Linked DNA regions of Mus musculus: region 1 is linked to region 2. A link is a contact called in public HiChIP or PLAC-seq data. All regions are on one chromosome and are shown on one strand. The core of a region is the stretch at or near the end of the contact, and the rest is flanking DNA. Distances in the headings are between cores, read along the strand shown. Region 1 overlaps Myo10 (myosin X). Region 2 has its middle 18 kb from the start of 4930445E18Rik.

The links. HiChIP or PLAC-seq counts read pairs in DNA pulled down with a chosen protein or histone mark.
Region 1: a contact with region 2 is called in an H3K27ac HiChIP or PLAC-seq map of embryonic stem cells, with 5 read pairs. The contact joins two enhancer-like sites. A contact is called at or near these places in 3 of 115 datasets of contacts at active chromatin or transcription factors (all in embryonic stem cells) and 1 of 9 other capture datasets (pancreatic islet).

Annotation. Positions count from the first base shown.
Region 1 is chr15:25,764,903-25,770,683 of GRCm38.p6, forward strand. The region is part of intron 19 of Myo10 (myosin X); the gene reads left to right. Among named protein-coding and RNA genes, the nearest start is that of Retreg1, 76 kb to the right of the region's middle. Within about 2 kb of position 3,194, at least 111 of the 459 cell types and tissues checked have an H3K27ac peak or open chromatin away from gene starts, as enhancers often do. A contact at or near this core is called in embryonic stem cells, where this site is marked.
Region 2 is chr15:25,306,826-25,313,421 of GRCm38.p6, forward strand. No RefSeq gene overlaps it. Among named protein-coding and RNA genes, the nearest start is that of 4930445E18Rik, 18 kb to the left of the region's middle. Within about 2 kb of position 5,331, at least 6 of the 459 cell types and tissues checked have an H3K27ac peak or open chromatin away from gene starts, as enhancers often do. A contact at or near this core is called in embryonic stem cells, where this site is marked.

The sequences.
Region 1 (5,781 bases), core at 1,944-4,443, 460 kb after region 2:
TCTGAGAGAAGAAGGAAGCTGGAAGAGTGTGGCTGGAGGAAGAGCTATGGCGGAGGCTGGCTTGCCTTCCCATGCCTGGGGAAACATTTGACCATATATTCACTGGGCCTGACTAGGCCCGTATGGGGTTTGGAAACAAGTACGTGACAGGGTACAATAGCTGCTAAGGTCTGAATGTGTGACCGTCCCAAGGGTACAGTGAGAGAGGAAGGCTTGCTCCAAACACTGGAGGGCCGGTAGGCGGGGTCTCTCCGAGCGCTTGGGGGGGGTAGGCACTCCATCTTGGCCTGTAAGGCCTTGCTTCAGCACACATTCTGCATGATTCTCACCACAGCTGCCCAAAGAGGACCAAAGAGGCTGCGTGCCAATGACTATTTTTAAAAAGTTAACGAGTCAACAACACGAGGATCTCTTGTTGTGTATTGGAAATTAAATGCAGACTTGATGGGGAAGACTTCATGTTTGAGGATCTCGGTCTTGAAAGATCTTTCCCGTGGTGAATTTGAGGCTGGAAATTTCCTCATATCTGATGTTCCACCTCCTTAGCCTAACCTGCCCCTCTGTCTTTGCTGGTTTGTGTTTCCCCCTCCAGCCTTTCTCCTCCTACTCTTCAGACAATCAGATCAGTTGCTGAGGGCTGTGTGTGTGAGCGCTTTTCTACGTAAGCAAAGCCTTGGGCTCAGCTAGTCCAGGAGCTGACTTGGAGAGATTTTTCTCTGGCCCCAAACACGAGCCGAGTGATCTTTAAGCTTGCTGTTCTTTTACTACTGAGAGCTTTTGTGGAGTGTGGGGTCTTTTGCTTCTGATTCTGGGCCCTGACCCTGAACCCCACCCCAGACCCAGCCTTGGCTTTGTTCTTTAACTCTGGAATTGGCACTGTGTGTGGTTCGTGTGGTATGGATATTCATGTGTGGTGGGTATGATGGTGTGTGTGCGCGTGCGTGCGCGTGCAGATATGTAAACAGGCCACTGGAAGACATTGGGCAGCCTTTCTATCTTCTCTGCTGTATCCTCTTGAGAGAGACACTAGCTGAACCTGGAACCAAACAGGCGGCAAGCAGGCTCGGTGAGCCTCCCAGTGCCCTGCCCCTCAGAGCTGGGGTTACATTGCACTCAACTATATACCAACTTTTCGTGTAGGTGCCGGGATTTGAACTGAAGTCCTCATGCCTCGCATGGCTGTTCTTTGGCGGCTCCCTCTCTAACTGCCTTACCCGTGGGTTTCTTTCTTCTCCCTTTCCTTTATGTGCATTGGTGTTTTGTTTGCATGTGTGTCTGTGAGAAGGTGCCGGATCCTCTGGAACTAGAGTTACAGATAGTCGTGAGCTCCCGTGTGGGCGTCGGGAATTGAACCTGGGTCCTATAGGAGGAGCAGCCAGTGCTCTTAACCACAAAGCAATCTCCCCAGTCCCCAGACTGGATTTCTATTTGGGCTATTCCCAAAATAGCTCTTATGCTGAAGTTCATTCAGGAATACTGGTGATAAATTAGTTCGCTGACAGTGAAGTGAGCCGATTCGAGCCAGATTAGATTATATTAAATACACATAGGTTTTATTGGGAAGCTGCTCTTGGGTAAATTTACTCGCCCTAAGGAAGGAGGCTAGGGAAGTTACCATGGTGGGGGGGCAGGGGGAGAAGGGATTTGGGGGATGAGAAAGAGAAAGAACATGAGCAGAGAGAGAAGTGGGGTGGGGGTACAAAATGTCTGCTTTATATAAGGAAGGACAGCCCAGGCCCGGGCTGCAATGTTTAGATTGGAGGCAGGGCATGCCAGGTAGGGACTGAGGGATGCTGGGAGAACCTAGAGGCCAGGTCTGCTTTGATATGTAAAATATGCACCTTAGTTCCTTCTCCTTAGGTCAAAATTCAACATCCCAGAACATTTTGGTGTCTATCTACTATTAAATAAGTACTTTGATGCTATGGAAATTTCCCATCCCCTTCTTGAACTTATATCTTACAAGTGTGGCTAGCAAAGGTCTTAACAGAAACTCTGTATGAGTCTGGCAGGCAGGTGCTCTGTGACCCTAGACAAGTTAATCAACTTCTCTGTGCTTCAGGTAATGAGTGCATCATCTATCAAAAGGGGATAGCAATGAAACCTATCTAATAGAATTGCAAAAATGTGTGCCTAAAATTGGAGTCCATGCTAGCTTTCCGTGGCACTAATGCTGTTGCTGGTAGGTTTGTGGTTGGGCTTCCTACTGGTAACGTGAGTTCAATGTTTACCATCATTGCCCCTTGTAAAAGCAGATCAATCCAGGTACTACTAGGTCAGGAGGGTCCCACTGGACCAGAGATTCAGAGGGTGGCTGTGGCACTCACAGGGTGTCACTTCACACTTGACCTTGCCCAATCATTAAGGAGAGAGACCGCAGGTTCCCTTCCCAATCCCCCCTTAGTAATCCTCTTACTTGGCCTCCCAAATGCTAGGTTATAGGTATGTGTCACCATGCCTGACAAAAACTGGACTTCTTTTTGTTTTGTTTTAATTGCATGTTCAACCAAGTCAGCAACTGAGAGATTGGTCCCCAGCCGTTTGATGCTAAAATCTGGCAAATGTATTTCCAGCATATTTGCTTCCGGGAATACTACAGAACAGAGCGCATCCTTTGCCACCAGTGCCACCAGGCCACTGTCCTTATCTCTTCCCTCAAGAAGTTTTCATCTCTGAGAACTGTCTGTGGAGATGAACCCCTTCCTTTACCCCATGTCCAGTTAGGCCTGATGTATGCGCATCTGACCCACATAGAGCATTTGTTTCCAAGAAAGCAAAACTCTTCAAAGTTGACTTTCCTAACTGCAGTTTTTATTTGTCTGGTGCCAGGGATTCAGGCCTGGTATAAATAAGCAAGAGAGAGAGCCCTGGCACTGAGCTGAGCCCCAGGCTCATGGTTTGGCTTGAGAAAATCTCGCTTGCTTTCAGCGAATCATTCCGTGCTTGCTTCCTGTTTCCTCATCCAGGGAATACAGTGAACAAGCCACCCACAGCAGCAGAGTCTCTGCTAGGGTGCTATGTGTGCTGAAGAAACCGGACGGCTCACTCACTGAGAAGCTAGAGCTATGGCTCCTGCCCAGGCTGCCTGCGTTGAGGATTTGGAATTCCTTCCTGAAGGAAGGACTTGAGGTTGAATGGTGTGAAATTCCTTCAGTTTTGAGACTCTATGGGCTAGGGGTGGAGCTCAGTTGGGAGGATGTTTGTCTAGCCTATGTGAAGTCCTATTTTTAGCTCCTACTACCACATAAATGAGGCATAATCTCAGGAGGCTGGAAGGTCAGTTGGAGGTCATTCTAGGTTACCCAATTGAGGCTAGGGTATATGAGACTTTGTCTCGAAAAACAAACTAACTAGGTAATCGTGGTGATAGTTACAATGAGCTGTGCAGTCATCACAACTCATTATGAATTTTATAGTCAGATATGCATAACACCGCATCTCTTCTAGAGACAGTCATTTCCTGCCTTTCAAACCCAACGTTGTAAAAACCCTGTAGATCTTCAGTGTTAAGTGTAGTGCAGCAGTGATTGATGGTAAGAGTTCTGCAGGGTGTTGGTTCGAAACCATAGCCAGGGACATCATTCCAAGCTGCAGTCATTGCTCTGAAATTAGAACCAGTTACATGGCCGTCCTCTGAGCTGCCCACCCTTCTCATTGTGTTATGCAGCATTCTCCAAGGTTCGCTTAGGGGACTCGAGGGTGTGCAGAGATTTTATCCTAGTCCTGGGATCGTGGGTGCCCTGGTACCTCATCAGCGTGTGGCGCTCCGGCAGGCGCCATGCGGCGGGCAGGGTTGTCGTACCCACGCTTTGCCAGGCTTTTCTTGCGGTCTGTGGATTGTTTTCCCCATGCTCAGCGGCATCCTAACGTTTCCAGGTAAGAGTCTGGGAAGGAGGCACAGGCCAGAAGGACAGCTCAGTTAGGATGTGAGTTCAGTGTCTAGAACCAACTCAGAAAGCTGGGCAGGGTGGCACATCCTTATGTGCCCAGCAAAGGAAGAAACAGGGAAATGCCTGGGTCTCCCTGGTCAGCTAGTCATCAGTGAACTCAGATGCAGTGAGAGGGCCTGTCTCAAAAGATAAGAAAATCTCTCCTAAGAAATGACAGCTGAGATGGCCCTCTGAGCTACACAGACACACAGAGAAGAGCACAGTAATCGACAGACAGACAGACAGGCAGGCAGGCAGGCAGGCAGACAGATGAAAGGACCAAAGATAAGAAACTCAGTTTTCTTTGATTTACTAAGTACAGTTGAAATGCCCCTTTACCATAGGCAGGTGACACCATTCCTGTTGCATGATGTGTATGACCCAAGGCTGGGTCACATTTTGAGTCAATCAGATTTAGAAGGGTGTACATATCGGTCTCTGCCTGCACTATGTAGCTTCTGCCCTTCATTCCCAGGTGCCCTGGTGCCCTCGTCTTTAAATTTCCGGTGGCAAACATTTGCCCATGATTTATTTACCTTACGATGTTGTCTAGGTATTTTGCCATCTTATTTCAGACTGAAGAAAAATACTTTCTTCTTCTCTTTTTACACTTCCTAAGAGATCTTTCTTTCCTTTTTTTTTTTTTTCTTCCCATATTTGACTAAATTCTTCAAGCGTATGTTAAAAATGTGCTTCCTCCTGCCTTCAGTAGGCCGGCTTTCTCTTCCCTTCAGCCCTTAGGCATTTAAAAAGCCTTGATGCCTGCTGGGCCTTTAAACATGCTTTCTCCATGTCTGGGGAGCAAGCTTGGAGCTTTTAAGGAGTGCGGCAAGTCTTCTCTGACCTACTTCCTTTGGCTGCACTGCATGCACAGATAGGGTCTGTCACAGATAGTCCCTGCCTTAAATTCCCCGGGCTCAGTCTCCTGGTGACAGGCGATACTCAGCCTTTTACTTGGAGTTATTTTACTTGGCTTTTGTATTGTTTGTCTTTGAGACAAGGTCACACTTGCTTACAGCCCTGACTGGCCTGGAACTCTCTACATAGAGCAGACTTTGAACTTGTCCGATCCTCCTGCCTCAGTGTCCTGAGTAACTGTAACTGTAAGAACAGGCATGTGTGCCACCAGCCAGTTCAGACACCACGTGACTGACTCTTTGACCCAGGGTTTCCTTGGTTTTTGAATGTTTCCCAGGTGTGCAGCCCTGGGCAGGGTCAGCACTTGGAACACATTCTCCATCACAATGAGATTCTCTCTTTCCCTCTCCCCACCTCACCCCTGCCGGGTGGCTCCACTTTCTATTTCCCTCTTCCCTCCATTGGAATCGATTCATAGAATCTTTTGTGATGGATTCTTTCACTTAGCACAGGAGTTCTCAACCCTCAGGTCGTCTAAGACCATGGGAAAGCACAGAAACTTACCTGACAGTTCATAACAGTAGTAAAATTACAGTTAGAACGTAGCAGTGAAAATCATTCTATGGTTGGGGGTCACCACAACATGAGGAACTGTGTTATAGAGTCTTCGCATTAGAAAGTCCCAGAAGCACTGTCATAGCTTGACTGTTTTGTAACCTGTGTGAGCAGGTCATTCCTTTCTAGGCCGGATTATATTCCATCACAGAGGATAGACAGTCAGGCCTTTGTATCCATGAGCCCTGCTCTTGCAGAGGACCTGGGTTCAGTTACCTGCACCCACACTGGGTGACTAACAACTGCCTGTAAGTACTGCTCCAGGGGATCCAACACCCTCCTCTGACATTGTGGGGATGGGCACACACAACCATATATACACATATACACATATGCAGGTATCAGAGGGGCTTATAAGATCCTGCCCCTAACTGACAAA
Region 2 (6,596 bases), core at 4,081-6,580:
CTCAAAAAATTAAGAAAGAAAGAAGGAAAGAAAGAAAGAAAGAAAGAAAGAAAGAAAGAAAGAGGGAGGGAGGGAGGGAGGGAGGGAGGGAGGGAGGGAGGGAGGAAGGAAGGAAGAAAGAAAGAAAGAAAGAAAGAAAGAAAGAAAGAAAGAAAGAAAGAAAGAGGAAAAAAAGAAAAGAAAAGAAAAGAAAAGAGAAGAGAAGAGAAGAAAAGAAAAGAAAAGAAAAGAAAAGAAAAGAAAAGAAAAGAAAAGAAAAGAAATTCAGGAGAACACAGGTAAACAGGTAGCACTCTTAAAGAGGAAACACAAAAATCTTTCAAAGGATTACAGGAAAACACAATGAAACAGGCGAAAGAAATGAACAAAACCATCCAAAATCGAAAAATATAAATAGAAACAATAAAGAAGTCACAAACAGAGACAACTTTGAAGTTAAAAAATCCAGAAAAGAGATCAGGAGATATAGATGCAAGCATCACCAACAGCATACAAGAGGTAGAAGAGAGACTCTCAGGTGCAGAAGATACCATAGAAAACATTGACACAACAGTCAAAGAAAATGCAAAAAATCAAAAAGCTCCTAATCCAAAACATCCAGCAAATCCAGGACACATTGAAAAAACAAAACCTAATGATAATAGAAGAGAGTGAAGATTCCCAACTTAAAGGGCGAGTAAATATCTTCAACAATATTATAGAAGAAAACTTTTCTAACATAAAGAGATGCCCATGAACATACAAGAAACCTACAGAACTCCAAATAGACTGGACCAGAAGAGAAATTCCTCCTGTCACATAATAATCAAAACAAAGAAAGAATATTAAAAGCAGTAAGGGAAAAAGGTCAAGTAACATATAAAGGCAGACCTATCAGCATTACACCAAAGACTATGAAAGCTAGAAGATCCTGAGCAGATGTCATACAGACCCTAAGAGAACATAAATGCCAGCCCAGATTTCTATACCCAACAAAACTCTCAATTACCATAGACAAAGAAACTAAGATATACCATGACAAAACCAAATTTACACAATAGTTTTCCACAAACCCAGCCCTACAAAGAATAATATACAGAAAACACCAACACAAGGAGGGAAACTACACCCTAGAAAAAGCAAGAAAGTAATCTTTCATTAAATCTAAAAGAAGATAGCCATATAAACATAATTCTACCTCTAACAACAAATATAACAGGAAGTAACAATCAATTTTCCTTAATATCTCTTAACATCAATGGACTCAATTCCCCAAGGGAAAAAAATAAAAAGACTAACAGACTGGCTATGTAAACAGGACACAACATTTTGCTGCATACAGGAAACGCACCTCAGTGACAAAGACAGAGACACTACCTCAGAGTAAAAGGCTGGAAAACAATTTTCCAAGCAAATGGTCCCAAGAAACAAGCTGGAGTAGCCATTCTAATATCGAATAAAATCAACTTTAACCAGAAGTTATCAAAAAGGATAAGGAAGAACACTTCATACTGGTCAAAGGAAATGTCCACCAAGATGAACTCTGAATTCTGACCATCTCCACTCCAAATGCAAGGGCATCCACATTCATAAAGGAAACTTTACTAAGGCTCAAAGCACACATCACACCCCACACAATAATAGTGGGAGACTTCAACACCCCACTCTCAGCATTGGACAGATCATGGAAACTAAACAGAAACACAGCGAAACTAACAGAAGTTATGAACCAAATGGAGCTAACAGATATTTATAAAACATTTCATCCTAAAGCAAAATAATATACCTTCTTCTCAGCACCTCATGGTACCTTCTCCAAAATTGACCATATAATCGGCCACAAAATAGGCCTCAACAGATAGAACAAGATTAAAATAATCCCATGTACCCTATCAGATCACCATGGACTAAGGTCAGTCTTAATTTCCAACAAAAACAATGGAAGAAGACACACATACACATGGAAGCTGAACAATGAACGCTCTACTCAATGATAACTTGGTCAAGAAAGAAATAAAGAAAGAAATGGAAGACTTTTTAGAATTTAATGAAAATGAAGACAGATCATACCAAAACCTATGGGACACAATGAAAGCAGTGGTAAGAGGAAAATTCATAGTTCTAAGTGTCTCCAAAAAGAAACTGAAGAGAGTTTATGCTAGCAGCTTGAAAGCACACCTGAAAGCCCTAGAACAAAAAGAAGCAAATGCACCCAAGAGGAGTAGACAGCAGGAATTAATCAAAATCAGGGCTGAAATAACCAAGTGGAAACAAAAAGGACTAAACAAAGAATCAACACAACCAGGAGGTGGCTCTTTGAAAAAATCAAGAAGATAGATAAACCCTTAGCCAAACTAACCAGAGGGCACAGAGACAGTATACAAATTAATAAAATCAGAACTGAAAAGGGAGACATAACAACAGAAACCGTGGAAATCCAAAAAAATCATCAAATCCTACTACAAAAGCCTATATACTCAACAAAACTGGAAAATCTGGATGAAATGGACAATTTTCTAGACAGATTCCAGGTACCAAAGTTAAATCAGGATCAAATAAATGATCTAAACAGTGCCATATACCCTAAAGAAATAGAAACAGTCATTAATAGTCTCTCAACCAAAAAAATCCCAGAACCAGATGGGTATAGCGCAGAGTCCTAACAGACCTTCAAAGAAGACCTAATACCAATACTGCTCAAACTATTTCACAAAATAGAAACTGAAGGAACTCTAACCAACTCATTCTAGGAAGCCACAATTACTCAAACACACAAAGACCCAACAAAGAATGAGAACTTCAGACCAATTTCCCTTATGACTATTGATGCAACAATACACAATACAATTCTTGCAAACCAAATTCAAGAACACATCAAAATGATCATCCATCATGATCAAGTAGGATTCATCCCAGGGATGCAGGGATGGTTCAATATATGGAAATCCGTTAACGTAAACCACTATATAAACAAACTCAAGGTAAAAAAAACATATGATCATTTCATTAGATGCTGAGAAAGCATTTGACAAAAACCCCTTCATGATAAAAGTTTTGGAAAGATCAGGAAATCAAGGCCCAGAGTAAAAGCAATATACAGCAAGCCAATAGCCAATGTCAAACTAAATGGAGAGATACTTGAAGATTGCTGAAAGCAATCTACAAATCCAATGCTATTCCCATCAAAATTCCAACTCAATTCTTCAAAGAGTTATAAAGGGCAATTTGCAAATTCATCTGTAACAACAAAAAGCCTAGGTTAGCAAAAACTATTCTCAACAATAAAAGAACTTCTGGTGGAATCACCATCCCTGACCTCAAGCTGTACTACAAAGCATTTGTGATAAAATAAATAAATAAATAAATAAAATTAAAAAACCTGCATAGTATTGGTACAGTAACAGGCAGGTAGATCAATGGAATGGAATTGAAGACCCAGAAATGAACCCACATACCTATGGTCACTTGATCTTTGACAAAGGAGCTAAAACCATCCAGTGGAAAAAAGACAGCATTTTAAACAAATGGTGCTAGTCCAACAGAAGGTTAGCATGTAGAAGAATGCAAATCAATCCATTCTTGTCTCCTTGTACAAAGCTCAAGTCCAAGTGGATCAATGACTTTCACATAAAACCAGAAACACTGAAACCAATAGAAAAGAAAGTGGGGAAAAGCCTCAAGGACATGGACACAGGGGAAAATTTCATCAACAGAACACCAATAGCTTATGCTCTAAGATCAAGAATTGACAAATAGTATCTCATAAAATTGCAAAACTTCTGTAAGGCAAAGGACACTGTCAATAGGACAAAATGGCAACCAACAGATTGGGGGAAGATCTTTACCAACCCTACATCTGATAGAGGGCTAATATCCAATATATACTAAGAACTCAAGAAGTTAGACTCCAGATAACTAAATAACCCTATTTAAAAATGGGGTACAGAGCTAAACAAAGAATTTTCAATTGAGGAATACCAAATGGCTGAGAAGCACCTAAAGAAATGTTCAACATCCTTTGTCATCAGGGAAATGCAAATGAAAACAACTCTGAGATTCCACCTCACATCAGTTAGAATGGCTAAGACCAAAATCTCAGATGAAAGCAGGTGCTGGCAAGGATGTGGAGAAAGAGAAACACTCCTCCATTGCTGATGAGGTTGTAAGCTGGTACAACCACTCTGGAAATCAGTCTGGTGGTTACTCAAAAAACTAGACATAGTACTACCTGAGGACCCAGCAATACCACTCAGGCATATTCTCAGAAGATGCTCCAAAATGTAATAAGAACCCATGCTCCACTATGTTCATAGTAGCCTTATTTATAATAGCCAGAAGCTGAAAAAACCCCAGATGTCCGTCAGCAGAGGAATGGATACAGAAAATGTGGTACATTTACACAATGCAGTACTATTCAGCTACTAAAAATAATGAATTTATGAAATTAGTAGGCAAAAGGATGGAACTAGAAAATATCATCCTAAGTGAGGTAACCCAATCACAAAGAACACACACTGTATGCACTCAATGATAAATGGATATTAGCCCAGAAGCTCAGAATACCCAAGATACAACTCACAGACAACATGAAACTCAAGAAGAAGGATGACCAAAGTATGGATACTTTGGTCCTTCTTAGAAGGGGGAACAAAATACCCATGGGAGGAGTTAAAGAGACAAAGTGTGGAGCAGAGACTGAAGGAAAAGCCATCCAGAGACTGCCCCACCTGGGGATCTACCCCATATACAGTCACCAAACCCAGGCACTATTATGGATGTCAACAAGAGCTTGCTGACAGGTCCCTGATATAGCTGTCTCCTAAGAGGCTCTACCACTGTCTGACAAATAGAGGTGGATGCTCTCAACCAACCTTTGGACTGAGCGCAGGGTCCCCAGTGGAGGAACTATAGAAAGGATCCAAGGAGCTGAAGGGGTTTGCAGCCCCATAGGAGGAACAACAATATGAACCAACCAGTACTCCCAGAGCTCCCAGGGACTGAAGCACCAACCAAAGAGTACACATGAAGGGACCCATGGCTCCAGCCACATATGTAGCAGAGGATGGCCTTGTCAGTCATCAATGGGAGGAGAGGCCCTTGGTCCTGTGAAGGTTATGCCCCAGTGTAGGGGAAAGCCAGGGCCAGGAATCAGGAGTGGGTGGGTTGGTGAACAGGGGGAGTGGGGAAGGGATAGGGGTTTTCAGAGGGGAACCCAGGAAAGGGGATAACATTTGGAATGTAAATAAAGAAAATATCTAATAAAAAAAAAATAGCTGGGCAGGACCCTGCTCTGGAATCACAGTCCCAAACATGCCTGGACCTAAAGTCACTCTGTCTCAGGCTGACCTTGAACTCAGGAATCCGCCTACATTTTTCTCTGCCTGTCTTTGTATCCTTCTGACAAGCTGGCTTATTGTGTAGCTGCCTCTGTTCCTTTAGATTTGTGAAGCTCCTTATACAATTCATATTGCATCCTGACATTTTTTACATAGTTGAGAAATTATGTATCTTTGAACTCAGGATATTTAGAGTTTTTTTCTACAGCCTTGAAGGCTGTCCTGAGGGTCCCAGCATTTACCTTTTGCTGAGACATTAGCCACACCTTTGCCACCTGGGCTGGTGCTTTGTCGGATTATCATAGAGTCATTAACAATGTTAACAGGGAGGACATTCCTCAGAGGAGGAATGTAAAATATGTCCTTATACCCGTAGAAGCCATCGACTCTCATGGAAGCCCATGCTGTCCATGTCCCAGGGGCAGTAAACATGGCACTTTGTCCCATCTATGGCTCTGTCGGACTCAGCATTTGTACACATTAGGCTATAAATTCCATGTTGAAGAAGTGACTTGGTTTGCCATCGAGCCCATCACAAACATATCCATCCACTTGGCTATGACATCTACCTGGTGTTCGCCTGAGCATGGCATTCACAGATGGGTTCACATTGGAATGTTGCCATATAAAAAAAGAATCGCATTAACTCTGTCACTTGCCAACCACAGGCCCATCATAAACATTTGCCAAATAAGTGAATTAATAAAGTAATTCACTCATAGAAATCTAATGAATCGTTGATGTGTAGCCAGTTTAACTGCCAGGGTATACTTGTGTCAAGCCCATTTTCACTTAATTTCTCCTTACAAGCAAGTTGGGGGAAGGGTGAAGAGGGAGTAAGAGACTTCATAAAAATAGCTTCACCGGGGCTCAGATTTCTCTGAAACACCTACAAGTGAAGGAGGTTGAGGCTAACAAGAGGATCACAGGTTTCCAAAAGCAATCCTCTCTTTAAAAACAGGCAAACTGCCATGTGTTGTAACAGAACTCCACAACCCCATCCCTGGACCCTTTCTGTCTAAGAAACATCGGTGCTCTCTGTGTCTTGCAGTACAGTTGATAGTTGTCTGTGTTCTTCCAGGGCCTTAAAGATCGGACTTTACCTGACTTGGGATGTATCCAGGATCTTTCACTCGACAGAAAATCCTGTAGCAGAGGACATGGGATGGCAGCTTTTCCTCTGGTTCTGAAAAAAGCAGGGACAAGTTAACTCACATCCGCCTATTTAGGAAAGTCATATTATAGGGAAACTGTCTTTATAGGATGTTAATATCCAGACAA